Linked DNA regions of Mus musculus: all the other regions are linked to region 2. A link is a contact called in public HiChIP or PLAC-seq data. All regions are on one chromosome and are shown on one strand. The core of a region is the stretch at or near the end of the contact, and the rest is flanking DNA. Distances in the headings are between cores, read along the strand shown.

Region 1 (3,476 bases), core at 61-2,560, 260 kb after region 2:
AATGGAGGGAAGAATAGAAGGAAGAATGAAACCAGTAAATAAGGGAAGAAGGGAGCAAGAAAGGAAGGGAAGAAAGGAAGAAGGGCGGAGGGTGGGGAGGAGGGAGGAAGGGAAGGAGAGAAGGCTAGAAATGAAGCCAAATGCTGGAGCTTCTTGTACAAGGCACCTGAACTGAACCTGGTACCAAGCACATCACAGTCAGCATGGACTTCGAGACAGTGACCTGCTTTTGCCTCTCTGTGCTCAGCAGGGCAGAGTGGGTCTGAGAGTGGCATTGAGCTGCAAGTCAAGAGCCGAGGCCTCTGCCCCATGCTTACTGCCTGAGAATCTAGAGGAGCAAGTCGAGCCCCCAAGCATGTCAGGGTTTTGTGCTTCCCGGATCCATCTGCAGACATGCTTGGATGTTGTCGTGGCATGCGGCTTGTGACATGGAGTCATTGGCTTCTTTTGGGTTCGGGATGACTGAAGGTGTTGGGACAATTCTTTATGCCTTAGATGGCCCCCCCTGAGCTACTCTGAGAAGAGCAGGCAGCAGGACTTTATGTTGTAGTTTGAAGTGCTTCTGAGCCTTAGTGTCTCTGCATCTGTGCAGTGGGTATATAGATCGTGCGCTGCACTGGTATTGAATTGCTCACTGAGTAACATTTGAACTACCACTCACTGCTGTGGAAGTAGTCTCTGGGTGGGGGAGGGTCACAGATAATGCACTGAGGTTGCCTTGGAGCAGGATCCGCAGGGGGAAAGCAATGTCCCCTAGATCTGCTAGGGGACATTGCAAGCAAACAGAATGCACCCCATCTGTCTGCACAGTTGAGGGTTTTTGAGATGGTGACACGTGTAAATACTGCAGAGATCATGCACTTGGCAGGGTGGCTTCCTCTTAGTGAGGCCCGCCCTCTTCTCAACCCCCAGTGTGAGAGGTGACTGTCCTTGCTCTATTGGCTGGTGGATGTTGGAACAATTCCATCTTTGTCCTGGTCTTACCTAAGCATCAGATCAGATTCTATTGAGGTGACAGCCCGCCCTCTCCCATCTGCCAGCTGAGAACATGTCATGCTAAACTGCTGATTTTGCCCTGGGAAGAAAGGCGCCTCCCCAGCCTGCATGTTCCAGGTGGGGTCTGAGAGGCGCCTGGCTAATGGGCGAGGGGTGTCGGAGCAGGTGAGCCGTGGGATCCGAGCACACACCTTTTGTCTCTTGAGAGGTCAGACAGCCTTGCGGCCCTAATTAAAAGCTTATATCACAGATCCATCTGCCTAGCTTCACTGGGGCTCTTCCCCTGAATATGTTCTTCTTTGTCACCCTTGTCTCCCACCCCCGCCTGAACATGCAGCCCTGTCTAAAGGTCACTGTTACAGGGCGTGAGACGAGGGAGGCCTCTGAAGGGTGGGGCGGGGGAGGGGGGGTGATCCTCCATGGTGAGAGCAGACAACTTGGCCAGTAGGAGCAGAAGCTAAAAAACCAGCATAGCCTTCATAAGGAAATGCAGGCTTCCGCCTACAGCATGGGTATGTGGACACAGTTGTGTGGAAGCCTTGCAGGCGAAAGGCTGTCATCAAACCAGAACATGGTATTAACAGGCATTTTTATATGAAAAGGTATGAGCTAGAAGTGTATAGTTTAGTTCTTTTATTTATGTAATAGAAGGGAGAAAGGGTAACTGGCCCATGCTACCAATAAAGTAAAGTCACACTAGTGATCCACTTTAAGAAACAAGCTGGCAGAATTTGATGATGGGAAAACTATATTCTTCCTCATAGCCCCCCCCCCCCCCTTTAAGGTTTAAATGTGTAACTCGGATGTGGTTTGGCTTAGGCGGTAGGAGGGCATTTTTCTGCTGCATCTAGGTAATGCCTGAGAGGTCCAGCCTAAGAGTTTGACAGAAGAGAGATTTCCAGCAATCCTCCGCAGATCTTTTGTATACACACATACACACAGATAATACGCATGTGCCTGCGCACGGTTATACATGCATATCAACTCACATATAACAGGAAACAGAAAGATGGTCAAACAAATTATCAAAGAGGGTTCCCAGGGAAAGAATGTCTTTCTCTGAAGAAACTAAATTGACTGGGCTTTGTCACAATTTGTCCCAACTACTGAGCCTTTTCTGTTTTATCTGTAACCTGGAATATATTTTATTTTTCCTCATATGAAGGCAAATGTCATCAATCCACTAAGCTGGCAACAAGTCAGAAAGCATAAAATAACTGAAGTTGGCTTTGAAGAAAAGAGAAATTTGGATTATCAGGGTCCAATTGAAGAAACCGGCAGGTGGAGGGATACAAAGTAGCAACAGCATAGGGTGATGAGATACAAAGTAGCAAGTGTATAGGGTGATGAGGTGCAGAGACAAAGTCTATGATGGATCAGCAAGACTGCAACCTGTTTAGATGGAGATGGTGGATGTTTGTGAGCAGACAGCGGGCATGGTGGTCTGGTCTACTATGTGGCCATTTCATTGCATCTAGGGCAGGGGATGACTCTGGCTAAAAACAATGGCTGCCCACACACGAGGGCCTGAACCGGAATCACTGGCATCCTCTTCACAAGCCGGGGGTGTTGAAAGCAGTGACAGAACAGCACAAGTCGCGTCTTCTGGCCCCATGCGAGTGTGTGTGCACACTTGCACACACACACACACACACACACACACACACACACACACACACACAGGCAGATTCTGCCTCTCCCCCTCATACATACAATTTAATTTGTAAGTGAAATAACTTCAGATACAGAAGAGCAGCCTCCCATCTTTTAGATTCATTTCTCTTGCATCTCTGTCTCACATGCACCTTCCCATCTTCCCTCTTTTCCTCTCTTTGCCCTCTGTGTTTCTATTTTTCTCCTCCTCCCCCACCTTTCCCTCTCTTCCCCTCCCTCCTCCTTGTCTGTTACTCTAGAGAATCTCTGCTCTATGTCCTCCCCTCTGTCCTTGTTTCTTCCTCTCCTTCCATCTGTCCTTCCTCCCCTCCCCCTTTCTCTTCTACATCCCACACCTGTCCTGTTCCTACCTCTCCCTTGCTTTGTGTTCTCCCCCTGCCCCTGCCCCCATTTTCAAGCTCTATTCAAGCTCTCAGGAGAGTGAGTTCTGAGCAAGCCAGCATGAGCAGAGGTCTGGTTGGGCTGCACATGGATACTCTTGACTGATTTATACAAACCTTTACTCCAAGAGAAACCTCCATCCAACCTTCAGGCTAATAAGAGCATGTTCCTGGGATGAGGAGCCTTCAGCGTACCTGGCCTTTCTGTTCCATGTCATGGCACAGGCCCAGTGTCTGGGAGGGAGGAGAAGTCAGAGCAGCTTGGGGAAGACTCTTCAGTATGCCTGTGGTCATGGGGACAAATCACTACATCCAGAACTACTGTTTTCTGGCTTTGCCGTGTGCTAAGATGTTCCCACTTAAATTGTTTTCTGGAGCCTGTGCACCCACTCCCCTGCTGGCTCTCCAAGGAAATATGACTGTACC
Region 2 (3,772 bases), core at 441-2,940:
TGGCAGGTGGTCCAGAGCTCTGGAATCTCTAACATTTTGGGATCTGCAAGGCAACTTCAACTTTACAGCTTCTTGTTCCAATGTCTGGGACCCACACATGATTTCCCAGGATCCTCCAAAGGGCTTGGGTCACTTTTTTATCTCTGCCCTCCGTAACACACTAAGTTCTGGTTGACTCCACTCCACCGCTGCTAATACTCTTGGTAGTAGTCCCATGGGGTCTTCTGCTGAAACTAGGTTTCACTTCCACTGATAGCCTTTTATAGGCTTTATTTCATGGTGCCAACTCTCAACTCCTTTGCTTCAGTCCTGGGCCTTCAACTGGCATTGAGACTTCACCCTCACCAGTGGCCTTTCTTGGGCTCTCATAATGCCAAGCCTCAGCTGTTTTCTGATTCCTTCATCCCTTTAAAACCAGTCCACTTGAATGACTCTTACCAATCCTAGCTGCCAGGATGAGGTGCAACCTTGCTTTCCTCTGGAGTACAGCTTCTTTGTGCTCTCAGAAAACACTTTCCAGAAGATTTCACCCCAGTGATGCTGGTCTCTTTTCAATCACAGTGAATTTCTTAGCTCCAGCTAACCAGCACCAATTATCCCAGTAATTCCTTCTATTCTTGACTTTAAAGCGAGATCCATCTGGCTGAAGCTACCAAGTTATGTTGCTTGCAGGGGCTGGAACATGGCCCCGTTGTTCTAGTTACATCTCTCCCATTTTTCTGTTTTCAATGATTTCCCTTATTGCTTGACTACCCTGGAACTTGTGCTGTAGGTTGACTTTGAACTCAGAGATCTGCATACCTCTGTCTCCTGAGTGCCAGGATTAAAGTTGAGTATCACCACACCCGAACATGTGCTTTTCCTTACCTGGATCTTGCTCTAAATCAGGCTGGCCTTGAACTCAGAGATCTGCTTGCCTCTGTCTCTGGGGATTAAAGGCGTGTACCACCATGGCTGGATATTTACTTCCTTTTCACAGGATCTTTTTAAGTTTTAGATTGTAGTTCATTCCAGATATAGTCAAATTAACAACCACGGGTAGCCATCACAATTCCCTCCCTTGTCAATTTGACGTACAATCATATATCCTTGTGTCCAAATGAAAACAGCAACCAGGGCAAAACAATGCCTAACACGATGCAAGTATCCCCTGTTCAATCACAGAGGTAAGAAACTTAACTGTCTGGGATCTTGCCCCAAGGTCCCCAAGGTCACCACTCCCTTAATTCATTTAATAGTCTTGAACACAGAATTCAGCTCCATTCCACTTCCTGGTGCTCCTTTAATGCTTGAGCCGTATATTTTGTAGTTTTCCTTACTAAGCTTGCTAGACGTTATCAAAACAGTCTTATGAGAGTGAACAACAGGACAAGGTCTGAGTTAGACTTTTGTTTTTGAGATTTCCTTTGTTAATATAATTAATTTAAATCATTTAAATCTCTCTCTCTCTCTCCTTTTTTTTTTTTTTTTTTTTTTTTTTGACTCAGGCAAGCTCCAAGGCCAAGAAGCAGCAACATTTTTCACCAAAATATCACAAGAACAATCTCCAGGCAACAAGCTAAAATACTTCTCCTCTGAAATCTCTTGAGCCAGGTCCCCACAGTTCAAATCACCCTCGGTACAATTGTCTTCCATGTTCCTACACGTATGACCTATTAATTTCAACTTAAAGCATTCCACTGCTGTACTAATCCGAAGTTCCAAAATCCACATTCCTCCAAACAAAATCATGGTCAGGTCTATCACAGCAATACGAACTTCTGTTTTAGTTAGGGTTTCATCGACGCGAAGAGACACCATGATAAAGGCTACACTTAGAAAGGCAAACATTTAATTGGAACTGACTTACAGTTTCAGAAGTTTAGTTCATTATCATTATAGTGGGAAGCATGGCAGCACGCAGGCAGATATAGTGCTGGAGAAGGAGCTGAGAGTTCTACATCTGGATCTGAAGGCAACCAGAAGGAGACTGTCTTCCACAGGCAGCCAGCAGGCAGCTATTCCCACAAATAGGGGCTGATTAAACACTAGGAAACCTGAAGCCCTCCCCCACAGTGACACACTTCCTTCCACAAGGCCACACCTACTCCAATAAGGTCGCAACTCCTAATAATACCACTCCCTATGGGAGCCAAACCTATTCAACCCACCAATCATTAACTTCAGGGATTAGATGCTGCCATCATCCTGCTGGAAGGTCCTCTTGGCATTTGTAAAATATTTTTACAGCAAATGTTTCTGAGAAGATCGAAGGACTCATTCTATAGATGGGAAGTGAGCTAAAAGGTCAGTAAGATGGTCCAGGCCACTCAGCCAGTCCAATCTACATCTCTCCATCCTCCTGCTTATTTTTTATATTATTTATCATGAGTATGTCTCCGTGTGTGCTTGAGGGTCCGTGTGTTCACAGTGCATGTGTGGAGATGTGAGGATAAGTGGTTGGAGTTCGTTGTCTCCTTCTACCATGGGTCCAGAGGTCAAGGTCTTCATGCTTGTGTAGCCAGCATCTTTGAGCCATCTCACAGTCTCAGCCTACCTCGAATTATGGTATTTATTTTTTACTTAACCATCTCACCTTCCTGTTTGAAATTATAAGTTATAGTAAGGAGGAAATTCTGAGTAGATACGGTGTTGAAAAAAAAATCAGGAAGTAATCCATCAGTAGAATCTTCATAACTCTTCATAACATGAAAACACACATAAACTAAAGGCAAGATAACTTTCTTTCACACACACACACACACACACACACACACACACACACACACACACACAGCACACAATACAGACATAATTTCATAATTTTAACCCAATCTTTTTGGGTTTTGTTTCTTGTTATTCCAGAGAATGATTCCAGAAGGTGAAGAGCCTGGTTTAAGCTTCCTGGTCCCTTTTTCCTTCCTGGTCCCTTTTTTTTCCTGCTCACTTTCTTTTACTTCCTTGACCATGCTATAAATGTCAATAACTATTTCTCTGTGACAGGTCACACACAGTATCTGGTGATTTGAAGGTGAAGTAAACGCAGCTTAATTCCTGGAGGAATTTGAGGAACTTGAAGACTTGAGACAAGAAGTCTGAAACTTGGCGCTGATGCGATCAGCACCCATGATCCTCTAGTGTTATTCCACATACATACCAAGAGTAAAGAACCCCTCCTAAGAAAGCATGGGTCCCTCACAGAATCAACACCTAGAATGGCTGTAGAAAAAGATACCCAAACGGCATCACAGACAAGATGTATTGACACAACCAGTAAGGCTGCCCTAGAGACTACCTGAGAGCCATCAACCACTGAGGATGGGAGACAGGATATTAGCCAGATGCTTCAGGAAGGGGGCTTGGCTTGTTCAGTGACTCTGGGTAGGCATACACTGGCTTCCTGATGAAATACACAGAGTAATGGGATATATTGCACCAGATGTTCCCAGAGTTCTCTGTGTGCACCATGTCTTCCCAGATGACCCATTGAGCAGATTTCGTCTGTCTGAGGTCATCACTGCTGCTCTTTTGGCCCCACACCCTTCCCATAATCCTTTTATTTGTTGCCATAATTCCTTCAGTTATCTATAGCTTCCTGGGCCCTGACTTCCTTCTTCCCCCTGTTTTAATTACCTCAGAGCTATCATAAGGGCCGTGGTCTGGGAGTGGGCATGGAGGAGTCCGTCATGGATAGACTCTGGCTATTTACACATCCACAGGCAGATCACAGAACTGCAGTGTGGTTTCTGGTCAAGTCCTCTTCCTGGCTTGTGGGCTTCTCTGTGCATGCTGT
Region 3 (3,909 bases), core at 63-2,562, 350 kb after region 2:
TTGCAACCAGGAATGTGTCAACAGAGACTCCAGCTCTGCTCAGCTGTGTGGGACCCAGTCCTGTCACACACAGGCAGGACTGGAGTGTCTCAGGGAAGGTCTTGGCAAGGGTACTGGGTCCAGGGTCTGGGGCTCTCTGCATCTCTTCATCCAAGCTGATGGCTACCAGAAGCCCCATCCCACCTCTAGTCCCTGGGGTCAGCCTGATGCTAAAATCTTGGGGGGGGAGCGTTCCCCATTCTCTACCTTCCTGCTTTCCTACCCTCCCCATCCACTCCTACTGACCTCCATCCCCAACCCACAGAATGGTTAGGAACTCAAAGCATTGCACTGGAGGAGTGAGGCCTGACAGAGACAAACGTGAGGAAGAAGAGGAGGCTGTGTGATAGGAGATGGTGACCTCTCCCAGGGGTCTCATCTGCAAGGCTTTGACCATGGACATGCCATGTAACTAAGGACAAACCCATGGATCCTTCTGATGTAGAAGGGGCCATGCCATGGACTACAACCCCCAGAAAGACACCTCATCAAGCCACTGAAAATGAGATGGATTCTTTCAGTCTGCAGAAGTCATTTTTGAAACCCATGCAATGGCTTTCAGGAGAAAAACGGAACAAGACTGTGATCCCTATACCTCAGCTTCCCCACTATTTGCTGAGAGATATAGTGTTCCAGCCTGCCCCACAAACCTAACATCCATGCTACCTAGGGACTTCCCCATCCTTAGGCAAGTCTCTAGGCAAGATCCAGTAACCTTGCCTAGTCCCTGGGAACCACTGTCACCCAGAAGCCCAGCCAGCAGTTAGTTTGCTTTTCTATGTCTATGTGTATTTTTTTTACACTTGGGTTTTACTTTTCAATAGAAAACTGTCTGATCCATTTGGAGCTGCTGTCCAGGAACTTCCGATAACTTTCTGGCAGCTCAGAGAGGTGCTGCTCAGTTACCTGTGTTGAGGGTATAGAAGGGAGGGCTGAAAGTGTAGGAGGGAGGGTTGAAGGTGTAGGAGGGAGGGTTGAGGGTGTAGGCGGGAGGGTTACAGAATTCTTATCAGTGGGAGGGAGAATTAATTTCCATTGTTGAAAACTTGAAAATGCCAAACAGATACAAAGATGCAAACCATCTATTACTATGTAACACAGGGACGAAACTCTCAAGATCTGGCTTACCTTGCCATTCAAATACGATTTTAGATGTTTCAGATTCATCAGGACCAGGAAATGCTCTGACCCACTGACCCACTGTCAATAACGGATGCTTTCAGTCTGCCGAGGTCATCTTGGCACTGTGTGAGAACTCTCCTTTCCCTCTGCTCTTCGGGAACAGGGGCTTCTTATTTAGGGTAAACATTGGTTGATTTGGGGGGAAATAGGTGCTGAGAAGAGGAGCCAGAGCCTTGTACAAGCCAGGTGTGCAGTGACTTCACTGATCTTTATCCCAGGCCTCTGCGACCTTTGACTTTAAGCTCTGGTAGTCATTCTTCCTCTCTCTTTTTCACACATCCACGCACATGTGCTCTTGCGCACGCGCATGTGTGTGTGTGTGTGTGTGTGTGTGTGTGTGTGTGTGTGTGTGTGTGTGTGTGTAAGTGTGCAGTGCACCATAACATACTTGTGGTAGTTAGAAAATGACTTGCAGAAGAAATCCATTCCCATCTTTTGGGCTATGGATTCTCATCATGGTCATCAGATTCGGTGACCAGCACATCTACCTGCTGAGCCATCTCACATCTCACTGGCTCTCTTTCACTCTTTCATTTTATGAGAGAGAGAGAAAGTGGGGGGGGGGAGGCTGAGAGAGGGCAAGGGAGGGAGAGAGAACAAAACAAAACAAAACAAAAAAGTAAAAACAGGATTCCATGGTTACTTTTAGAAGCTCTAAAATGATTTCAATCGCAGTCACAGTTTGGATCAAAACCAGCACACGTTCACCTCTTTTTGGTTTGTTTTGGTTTTGGTTTTGGTTTTGGTTTTTTGATTTTTTTTGTTTTTGTTTTTGTTTTTTTGTTTTGTTTTGTTTTGTTTTTTGGTTTTTTGGTTTTTTTTTTTTTGAGACAGGATTTCTCTGTGTAGCTCTGGCTGTCCTGGAACTCACTCTGTAGACCAGGCTGGCCTTGAACTCAGAAATCTGCCTGCCTCTACCTCCCAAGTGCTGGTATTAAAGGCATGCGCCACCACGCCCAGTGTACATTCACCTTTTACATTCTCAGTTTGGAATACTTCCTGTGTTAAAAGCTAGGTTCTCCCTTTTGTACAAGCCATGTCAGGCTCACGGAGTCAAAGGGGGTAGCAGCACAGAGTCTCTCTCTGAGGCCACCCCTCGCAGGGAAGCTCAGGGTTTCAGGGCTGCAGAGAGTTTCTCTCCAAGGCTGCCCTCACAGCTCTGCTGGCTGTCACTTGTGGCTCCCTGTCAACTTTTGCCTATGGTCTCTGTTTATCTATCTCAGACAAATGGAAATCCATGTGTAATGGACTGATCTTCATTCCAACTGTAAGGAATCGTATATTTTTAATATACTCCAATTTTCCATTGGTTGATATTTACTGTACACAGTGCTGGCTTTCATAAAGTCAACCTTCAAGGCTAGCCCACGCTTTGACAACATTCTCTCCTCAGAGCCTCCTCCCTTTATTCCATTTCCCAACCCCCAAACTCCCTTTCTGTTTTTATGTCATGACCCATATTACATACAGTCATAGAGCATTCTGGTGCTTGTTAGGCATATTGAGTACATCTCGAGCAGCCTACACTAACACGTGGTGAGACATTTTCAACTGGTCATACCCAAGGGAGAAGAGAATGTGTTTCCTTCCCTTCTTTGCATCTGTAGAAGTTTGGAGGAGGGGTTGCTGGCAGGTAAGGAGTATACAGAGGAGACATTCGTGCCTTTTAGCCAAGGTAGACTAAGAAAAGGCACCACGTGGTTGAGTATCCACTTTGCCAGTGGGTGGATCTGCCCGCCTCTGGAGAGATTCTTACTGGCTCTCTATTTTTTTTTTTTAATTTTTAAGGAGTATCGCCCTTGAGCCAGACCCCTTGCTTACACACGGTAAGGTCAGACGATACACCAGACCTGCCTGGAGATCTCTGGAGAGTGTCTCAGATGGACGATGAGTAGGAAGCAGATAAGAGAAAGCCACAGCTAGACCCGGCCTTTGGTTGTCACTCCCTTGCTGAGTGGCCTTGAGCCATGTCCCAACTCTCCCTGCTCCCCATTCCTCAGCTACTATGTGACTAGGAGGCTGTGAGGAGCCATGCTAGGCTAGTAGGACACTCTACTGACTGGCTGCATACTTTAGGCTCCTCCTGGAGAGTGGATGTAGAAAAAAAAATGAGGTTGTTGGCATTTTCTCCACTCAACGCTAGAACTAGATTCTAATCCTGAACTTTTCCCTGGGTTCTCTCATACGTGTTTGCTGAAGTGCCAATTTTCCTAATCTGGTGATATCGTCATCACGTCTACCAAGAGGTTGCCTACTTAATATGGTTTCCCTAACCCAGCAACCTGATATCTTTCTAGGTGAATGAAGCACTGTAATGTAAAAAGATCATCTGCCCATATTATAACAGGTAGCAGGTAAATGAGCTAGAAGTAAGGTACTAGACAATCAAACGCCAACACCTGTATTGTATACACTGCTCCAGGCCAGCGCCTACGCTGTCTCTGTACTGCACTATAGCACATAGCAAGGAAATGAGCCAGGATAAGGTCCCAGCCAGCTGAAGGCCAACAGCCATGCTGTGGACACCGCTCCAGGCTGGCCTCCACCCTGTGTCTCTTCAGATTAGCAAGAGGATGGGGGAGCTGCTCACAGAGCATCAGCAGAGCAGACTAAAGGGGTTTATACACACAGCCACTCAGCGCTCTATTCTCTCTCAGCAGCCATGGGTTACTATGTGCTTGGTCCTAA

Evidence for each region. HiChIP or PLAC-seq counts read pairs in DNA pulled down with a chosen protein or histone mark.
Region 1: a contact with region 2 is called in an H3K4me3 HiChIP or PLAC-seq map of the SCID.adh cell line, with 24 read pairs. The contact joins two enhancer-like sites.
Region 3: a contact with region 2 is called in an H3K4me3 HiChIP or PLAC-seq map of the SCID.adh cell line, with 21 read pairs. The contact joins two enhancer-like sites. A contact is called at or near these places in 2 of 115 datasets of contacts at active chromatin or transcription factors (the SCID.adh cell line and T-cell acute lymphoblastic leukemia).

Annotation. Positions count from the first base shown.
Region 1 is chr12:106,841,226-106,844,701 of GRCm38.p6, forward strand. No RefSeq gene overlaps it. Among named protein-coding and RNA genes, the nearest start is that of Gm40569, 6.1 kb to the left of the region's middle. Within about 2 kb of position 1,311, at least 16 of the 459 cell types and tissues checked have an H3K27ac peak or open chromatin away from gene starts, as enhancers often do. A contact at or near this core is called in the SCID.adh cell line, where this site is marked.
Region 2 is chr12:106,578,226-106,581,997 of GRCm38.p6, forward strand. No RefSeq gene overlaps it. Among named protein-coding and RNA genes, the nearest start is that of Gm32935, 51 kb to the left of the region's middle. Within about 2 kb of position 1,691, at least 2 of the 459 cell types and tissues checked have an H3K27ac peak or open chromatin away from gene starts, as enhancers often do. A contact at or near this core is called in the SCID.adh cell line, where this site is marked.
Region 3 is chr12:106,931,754-106,935,662 of GRCm38.p6, forward strand. No RefSeq gene overlaps it. Among named protein-coding and RNA genes, the nearest start is that of Gm16087, 22 kb to the right of the region's middle. Within about 2 kb of position 1,313, at least 2 of the 459 cell types and tissues checked have an H3K27ac peak or open chromatin away from gene starts, as enhancers often do. A contact at or near this core is called in the SCID.adh cell line, where this site is marked.